2 separate regions of the Macaca mulatta genome follow, and region 2 is linked to region 1. Evidence: chromatin contacts called from public Hi-C data. All regions are on one chromosome and are shown on one strand. Each heading gives the region's core, a stretch centred on a gene start, on an enhancer-like site or on the middle of the called end of the contact. The rest is flanking DNA. Distances are from core to core; before and after follow the strand shown.

What was found. Hi-C and Micro-C count contacts between places; a contact is called where the count stands out from the background.
Region 2: a Hi-C map of blood shows a contact between it and region 1, with 3 times the contacts expected there. The contact joins two enhancer-like sites. A contact is called at or near these places in 2 of 14 Hi-C or Micro-C datasets (CD4 T cells and blood).

Annotation. Positions count from the first base shown.
Region 1 is chr4:158,099,675-158,103,741 of T2T-MMU8v2.0, forward strand. The region is part of intron 1 of RIPOR2 (RHO family interacting cell polarization regulator 2); the gene reads left to right. Among named protein-coding and RNA genes, the nearest start is that of RIPOR2, 47 kb to the left of the region's middle. Within about 2 kb of position 1,902, at least 12 of the 40 cell types and tissues checked have an H3K27ac peak or open chromatin away from gene starts, as enhancers often do. A contact at or near this core is called in CD4 T cells and blood, where this site is marked.
Region 2 is chr4:158,163,511-158,168,124 of T2T-MMU8v2.0, forward strand. RIPOR2 (RHO family interacting cell polarization regulator 2) reads left to right here. Exons shown (of 24, transcript XM_078000913.1): 2 at 3,288-3,478. Among named protein-coding and RNA genes, the nearest start is that of RIPOR2, 110 kb to the left of the region's middle. Within about 2 kb of position 2,736, at least 7 of the 40 cell types and tissues checked have an H3K27ac peak or open chromatin away from gene starts, as enhancers often do. A contact at or near this core is called in CD4 T cells and blood, where this site is marked.

The sequences.
Region 1 (4,067 bases), core at 652-3,151:
CAAAAGAAATATACATCTGTATGGTGTACACTTACCCAAAAATGCTTCTATAGTTTGTGGAAGAAGTCAATACAAGCTCTACAAAAAAAAAAAAAAAATGACTGCATATAAAGTTCCACATTGTCCAGTCTGTTCCCGTGCCATTGTCAACTCTCATGACACTGTCTGGCCTGGCCAACCTTGGGCTGATTGGAATTCCTGTTGCACAATAACCCAGGGTCATAAAACAAATAACAGCAGCCTGTCTTCACCTAATTTTTTGATATCTTGTTTATTGTAGTTTTTTTTGCCCATAGTCTATAGATGAGAAATATTTAGGATCCAGGTGGTGAAAAATGGTAAACAGTTTGCATTTTGTATAGGGGTAATGGAGAAATGTTGAAAGGCTTTGAACATGGAAATAAAGGAATCAGATTTTTCTGGGTTAGAAATATCACTGTAGTTGCAGATTTGAGGGTAGATTTGGGATGTTAGATTTTCTCATAGAAACATCTGTATTTATAGTCACCAAAAATATCCCTTGGGGAATTGCTATTAACTTTATAAAAATGGTTCGCTATATAAAATCCTTGTAAATGAGAAATACATTTGTAAATATGTGCTGATTTGTACATATGTCTGATGGTAAATTTGATTATGCACAACTTTTCAAAAACATACTCCTGTGTTTTTGCAAGTGATCATTTTGTTGAGATTCTCAAAGAATTACTTGAGCAAGCTGATGAACACATCATGGAGTATAAATTGCAGAGGAGAACGTTTTCTAGCCAAAACACAAGAAAACAAACAGATTGAGGAAGTTAAGGGGGAAAAAAGGAGAAAAAGGGGCTTGGCAGTTTAAGAGTGTGGGCTAATTTACATCTGAAAATCCTCTCTCATGCTGTTCTCTGCACCTGGAGTACCCTCCCCACCGCCTATTCAATTTCAAGGCCCAAATCAAGCTCTATTCCTAAGAATTTTTTGATTGCTCCAGTGCATCCAATCTCCTTTTCCCCTTTAGTTAGTGGCCCTGAAACCTAAGTGTGAGAATCACCCAGAGGACTTACTAAAGCAAAGTTTTGGTTTCGGTAGGTCTGGGGTGAGGACTGAGAATGTTTTTCCAACAAGTTCCCAGATAGTGCTGATGCTGGTCACGGACCACACTTTGGGAAGCACTGCTTTAAACCAGTGCGTGTTTCTCAGACTTTAATGTGCATACAGATCACCTGGGGGTCTTGCAAAGGCTGCTACACTGAGATCTATATCAATGGTTCTCAATAAAGGATGACTTTACTCCCAGGGAACATTTGGACATGTTGGACATTTTTGTTTGTTATATACTGTGGCAGTGGGAAGTGAGGAGTGCTTTTGCTTGTTACTGGCATCTCGTGGGTAGAGGCCAGAGATGCTTCAAAACATCCTACAATGCAAAGGACAGCCTCCCACAATCAAGAATTATCTAACCCAAAATGCCACGTTGGGAAACTTTGATTTAAATGATACAATTTAGATACCATCACCATTTGCTATTGCTCATGGAGGTTGTAAGCATTGCAGTTTCCTAAAAGCAAGCACTATGTCTAATATAGAAATTCTGAGGCTCTTCCTCTCTCTGGGCCAAACACTACCTTCCCATCCCACCTCCTCTCCAAATGCCTAACACAGTGTTTACTACATAGTGAGCATACAGGAAAAGGTTTTTTAAATTAACTACCTAGGAACACTTAAACTAGTGGTTCTCAGGCTTGACTATATATTAGAATCACCTGGGGAGTTTTTAAAACACAAATGCCTGCGTCCCACCAATAGATTCTGATTTCATTGTTGTATGCTATGGACTGCATATTGGGAGTTTTAAAAGCTCTGCAGGTGAGCCCAATGAGCAGACAAGGTTGAAAATCATTGAACTCCATCCTCGCTAATGAGTAATTCACACTCGAAACTGTGAGAATGAGAAGGAACACTTGTAGCTGCTTGAGCACATATATGATTGCCGCTAAGGAAAACCCATTCCAAAACAAGTTAGACCCATAAAGTATCATTAATTTCCAAGTAGTTGCCGTGTACCGCCTGTGAGTTGTCCATTATACTATGTGCTAGGAATACAAAATTGAAAAGTATAAGGGCTCTGCCTTCTAGGGACCTCCTAGTGCAATGGAGAAGTTAACTATGAACAATACAGTAAGTGCTGTAATAGAAGCCTGTACAAAGTGCCTGAGTCATGCAGAGGAAGTATCACACTAAAGGAAGTGGCTTACTTTTCTCAGGGGCTCAGGAGAATTGGAGAAGGGGTTCTTAGAGAAGCCTCTCACCTGGGTGTTGAAAGTAAACAGTGTTGATTGGAAATGTCAAGTACATCAGCATGGTTGGACACAGTTGGACTGGCTGGTGTTAAAGGAAGCAGAAACAGTGGTGGGAGAGAAGGGAAAGGGGCCGCACAGGGCTTGAGGGCATAAGGCCATTCATGAAGAGCTGCATGTTCAAGGGGTCAGGACTGTATAGACGAGAGGCAGCCAGTGATGGTTAAACAGAGAAGTGATATGAGGAGGTAAGCTCACTGTGATCCCCACCTCCTTTGCACACTTGAGGGCTGTAATTGAAAGATGCATTCATCAATTCCTGTTGTGCAGTAACCCAGGGTTGTAAATCAAATAATAGCAGCCTGTATTTATCTAATTTTTTTTGATATTTTGTTTATTGTAGATTTTTTGCCCATAGTCCATAGATGAGACCTGAGAAATACATAGAATCCAGGTGGTGAAAGACCACATGAAAAATGATAACCAGCCTGCACTTTGTCTAGGGACAATGAAGAAACATTGAAAGGCTTTAAGCATGGAAATAAAGGAATTCGATTTTCTAGGTTAAAAATATCACTCTAGTTGCAGATTTGAGAGTAGATTTGGGATGTTAGATCTTCATAGAAATATCTGTATATAGTCACCAAAAATATCCCTTGGGGAAATGCTATGAACTTTATTAAAATGGTTCACAATATAAAGAATTACTTGAGAACATATAAGAGGTGCCTTATATGTTGTCTTCTCTGTAAGCAGAGCTTTGTGGAGTTGTGTGAGACTGCAGCCCTGCCACCTTCATCCCAAGTTCACTTCCCTGATGCTCCTACGGCACAGAATCGAGAGAATGACAAAATGTGTACAAGGGGTGGATTGAGTTGCAGGGATTGGCAGTTTCCCAGGCAAGGCCTGGCTGTCCAGAGTCCTCCCTCCCTGTGGCCACTTGCCCCTACTCCCCTCCCTCAGTGATGCCACCCAGGAATAGCACACTTGATCCAACCAAATGGCTTCCCTCTGGGACCATTTCTCTTCTATCCTGATGGACCCTTTGAGACAATTCATTGCCCCTTCAGCAGCTCCTACTGCTGGAGCCTCACCCTCCTCTGCAGGCACATCCACCCCAGGGAAGGTCTCTGTGCAATCCCAGGCTGAGGACCCCTTTAGAGGGAAAGCAAATGGCAGAGCCGGAGAGCCTATTAAGGCTGGGGTCCTGCTCTCCAGCACAAAACCCTCATAATAAGAAGAGAAGATGATGCAGAGAGGAAAGGAAAAGCCCCCACACTGGTAGCTCAGGCCTGGTTCTCAGCCCTTCTTCCTCAGAACCAGATGGCTCCCTGGATTTAGAGTATCCCCTAATGACCTCAGCAACCAAATTCTGCATGGCAGAGAGGATGGTTGGCCACAGACACTGGGGGCAGCACCAGCGGTTATCACAGTACAACGTCTAAACAAAATGTGAGCTCCATTGGCTGTCAGAGTTCACTGTGAATCAATACATCCAAGAAGTGGGAAGAGAGAGACAGAGATAATCCTCATTTTAAGATAAATATTTAAGCTTAAGTAGAGATGGGGCAAGTGTAGACCAGGTTAAGAGTATGTTTCTGGTATGCAAGGTGTGTCATGGTGCTATTTGTCATTAGCACTGGCCCAGGGAGCCAGGGAACATTGTTCTACCCCAGGTTTCAGAACCCAAAACTTTGCCTTATGGTGGCCACAGACACCCCAAACCATGTCCCATCGCTCTCATGAGTACCCCAATGTCTTCTCCCACATTCTTCAAGTCCCTTGTTC
Region 2 (4,614 bases), core at 1,486-3,985, 65 kb after region 1:
ATTGCCCTTTGTTAAAATTGTATATAAACTCAGCATTCTTTTAGACTTCACATAGATAAGAGATAGTATAACCTGGTGTTTAAGAGTTTGCACTCTGGGATCAAATCTCAGTACCTCTACCACTTACCAAATGTATGACCTCAGGAGGATCACTTCACCTCTTGCGTCTTAAACTAAAATGGAGATAATAAATATATATATATATCTTAGGGTTGATATAGGAATTAAGTGAATCAAGGCACTTAGAACTGTTGCTGGCACTCTGTAAGTGTTAGCAATTATTTACATTTTTTTATTTGCTCATTTTGTACACTCATAACAATATAATCATACTACTTATAATTTTCTGAGACTTTTCAAAGTCAATATTATGTTCTTGAAACTCATCCATATTGATGCATACATCTGTAATTTATTAGTTTTTCTTTATAGTTAACACATCATGCATGTATGTCATATCTCTCTAAGGTAATTGTAAACTTTGGAGAGCAAGAACCATGTTTTCTATACTCTGTGCTTTCAAGAAGTTCATGGTGGCATTTGTGATTTGTTCTTTGAGATGGTTAGCTGTGTTTTTGAGATATCTAAATTGGAGAAGAGGAGACTGAGGGAAACTTCCTAAGGGTTATTGAGGTTTTATATGGAGCATGGTGACTTCTCATTCTCTATCCCCATTGAGGCTTCAATTAGGTAAATATCCTAAGCTTCCCTGTGAGAGATTTAGGTGTATAATTGTAACTGGGTATTTACTGTGTACCATGTGCTGTGTCAGCTCCTTTACATAATTTACCCCACTTAATCCTCAAAACAAACCAAATGAGAAAGTATATTAGTTTTCTAGGACTGCTGTAACGAACTACCACAAACTGGGTGGCTTAAGCAACAGAAACTTACTGCATCACAGTTGTGGAGGCTAGAAGTCCAAGGTCAAGGCGTTGGCAGGATGGGTTCTTCTGAGGGAGGTGAGGGAGAATCTCTTGTAGACCTCTCCCCTAGCTCTTGGTGGTTTACTGGCAATCTTTGTTGTTCCTTGGCTTGTGGATCTCTGCCTTCATCTTCACATGCTATCCTCCCTGTCTGTATGTCTTTGTCTACCTCTCTCCTTTTTAAGAGGAAATAAGTCATATTGGATTAAGGACCTATCCTCCTCCAACATGATATGAGTTTATCTTAACTAATTATATCTTCAATGGCCCTATTTCTAAATAAGGTCACATTCTGAGGTACTGAGGGTTAGGACTTCAACATATGAATTCAATAGGGGTGACACAATTCCACCCACTTAAAATAATAAAATAGGCCTAGAGAGATTATGCTAACTTTTTGAAGTGGAATGGCTGAGAGCCCCCAGGTTCACATGGTAACCAGGTGGTTCTGAGGTAGGAGGTGAGGGAGGTAGTGCCGGTCCCCAAGAGCCACGGGGATGCTGCAGTGACCCAGACTGTGTGCAGTCACTCCCATAAAGTTATCCAGACAAGAGGTAACACAGTGAGCTCTGGAGTTTGTCAAATCTGCCACTCACTGGCTGCCTGATCTTAGGAAAGTTTTTCAAGCTCTCAGAGCCCCCATTGCTTCATCTGTAAAATGGGATAATAGCACCAACCTCATGAAGTTGTGGAGATTAAAGGACATGGGACAGTAGTTGAGAAATGTAGTGATTATCAAAATGGACACCCATCCTCTTATCCCAGCCACACAAAAGAGAGCTCTAGTCCACATCCAAATTTCCTATACCTCGGCCCATTTTAATTAATTTAATTTATGTAACTAAGTGCAACCCTTGGCCAGAAACATCATTCAAGTGGGGTGGTAGAAGGGTCAGAAAGGGGAGATGCAAAGGAGAGCTAGAGAAAAGGATAACTACCGCTCTCTGCCTCTCAGTGTGTCTCAAGGTGGGCATTATTGATATTTGGAAGGGGACAGTTCTTCCTGTAGAGCCACTGTTCCATGCATTACAGTAAGGTTGACATCCCTGGGCCCCTGAGTGCTAAGACATTAAATACCAGTAATAACTCCCAGTCATTGTGCCACCCAAAACACCCCAGACATTTCCAAGCTCTCCTCTAAGAATGGTTGCAGCCCTGATTGACAACAATTGGTGATCCCAGCAGGACCCAAGCTGTACATTGTCTTTGGGAACTGCTGCAGCCACCAATGCAGGGATGAACTGACTGTTGCTGCTCAATTAACCCTCAGTGTCTGATTCCTGAATTCCTCTGGGCAGATCCCTTCTCACTGCTGGATTTCTCCAACCCTGTTGTCCATAGTCTCTTCTGGGAGAAAATGGTGCAATTTCAAGGTTGCAGTTACAGGAGGAGGGGACAGTTTCTCTAAGGTAACACTGGGAGTATCTTCAAAATCATGCAGTAAATAAAGTGCCAAAAATAAACACCTTGGGCCAACAGCTCCTCACTGTCATCTCCATTTGCATTTTCTAAGCTTCTGGCCACCTAAGAGATCTTACAACACAATGGAGTGGTCTGGGAAACCCCAAAATGAAGTCTCAGTATTACTCAGAGAGATGTGTATTTGTTTGTGCAGCCATACAGAATTTGGCACACGTTGGGTAGCTCGATATAGTGACGCCAGCCAATGGTGCTCACGTAGAAGCTCAGTGATTACTCATCCCTTTGGGAGGACTGCTTTTTGAGTTACATGCTTTTTGAGTTACATTTTCTTCTTTCTCCTTTAGTGATACGGTCTGAAGTATCAAACTGAGTAAATATCGTGAAATGTAAGATGTTTGACCAAAACTAGTTATTTATTCATTGACTATAGATTTAATTGAGCCACAGAAAGCCTAGATATGGTTCAATTTGGTTTAAATGCTGTAAAGTTTCCAATCCTTAAATGCAAGAGGTTTGAAAAAAAAAAAAAAAGGAAAGAAAAATGCAACTATTACTGAGCAAAATAAAAGCTCTGTCCTCTAAATGCCTGTTTTGGTTTAACATAGTGGCTTGCTTTACTTTCAGATAAATTGTCATTGAAGCAAAACCAAGATATGAGAAATGTGAACTCCCTCTTTCAACACAACCCATTGTGTTCAAATTCATAAGCAAGAAAGTTAAGCGCCCACCTTCCTCTTTAAGGAAATATAAAAGTTGTTGCTTTGAAATAGAATTCACTGCATTCAGACTTTGAGTGATAACTGTATTCACATCCAACCGGATCTGCAGCCCCCTTTCAAAAATTTCTTTCTCCTCAGTGGTGAGAATTACCCCCACCTGGGATTCACTCTTCAAAAGGCTCAAGAAGCCTATTCATATGAATGAAACCGCTTTCTTCAGGGCAGATGCGGAAGCTGCCCTCCAGAGGGCTTGGGCAACCCGAGGAAAGGAAATCACCTCCGTTGGCAGTGTGGCTGCTGAGACTGCCGGGGGCTGCTGCCTGCTGCCTCTCGTGCCTGTCCTCTCCAAGATGCAGTTTTTTGATGCTGAGGAGCTCCTGGTCGATGAAGAGGATGATGTTTTTGGTGAAGGTAAATGCATCTTTCTGGCAGGAGCCTCTCTGGCCTGCTTTGCTTTGTTTTGACACTACTGGACGCTTTTGCCCAGCTTGAGCAAGGACTTGAGTATTTTGAAATGATAAAAACGAAGCATTCTGAGTGAGATAGTAGCTGCAGATATCAACTTAGGCACTGAAGGAATACACAAGGCAAGGAGTGGGACAAGGGGTTGAGTCATTCCTGCAAATACATTTTTTAAAGACATTACTAAAATAAAGGTTTAGTTTAGGCTGGAAAATATTACTAAATTTTTTGCCTTGTCTCTCTTCTGTTCTATCTCTTGTCTAATACCTTAAGGAAAGCCTGTCACAGTGGTTTAAGCATAGCAGGGCTGCTAAGGTAGACGTTGAACAAATGGACCAGGAGTGGTTTTCCATGGTACCATGTTGCTTTGATTTGCACTTCTCTCTCCCTTCCTTCCTTCCTTCCTTCCTTCCTTCCTTCCTTCCTTCCTTCCTTCCTTCCTTTCTTTCTTTCTTTCTTTCTTTCTTTCTTTCTTTCTTTCTTTTTTCTCTCTCTCTCTCTCTTTCTCTCTCTCTCTCTCTCGGTCCTTCTCTCTTTTTTTTGTTTTTTGAGACAGAGTCTTGCTCTGTTGCCCAGGCGGAGTGCAGTGGTGCAATCTCAGCTCACCGCAGCCTCAGTCTCCCGGGTTCAAGTCATTCTCCTGCCTCAGCCTCCCAAGTAGCTGGGACTATAGGCATCCACCACTGTGCCCAGCTAATTTTTGTATTTTTAGTAGAGACGGGATTTTGCCACGTTGGCCAGGCTGGTCTTGAACTCCTAACTTCAGGTGATCCACCCTCCTTGGTCTCCCAAAGTGCTCGGATTACAGGCGTGAGCTACCATGCCCAGCCTGGGTCCTTCTCTCCTACTCTTTCTCACACGTACTTGGCACTCCAACCCTCCATTCCCTTTTCCCATTTTCTTTTTTCCCAAGTTGGGATACTGGAGCCCTGGTAGCTTCCAACCCCCATTGGCACTGCTCAGTTTTCTTTTCTCCTCTCGCTGCTCTTCCATGACTTGACCTGTCCACTAGAATTTAACTTAAAGGTTGCGATTTTAAAGGGATGATCTAATTATGGACGGATGTTTTGTTCAAGTGCTGCCTA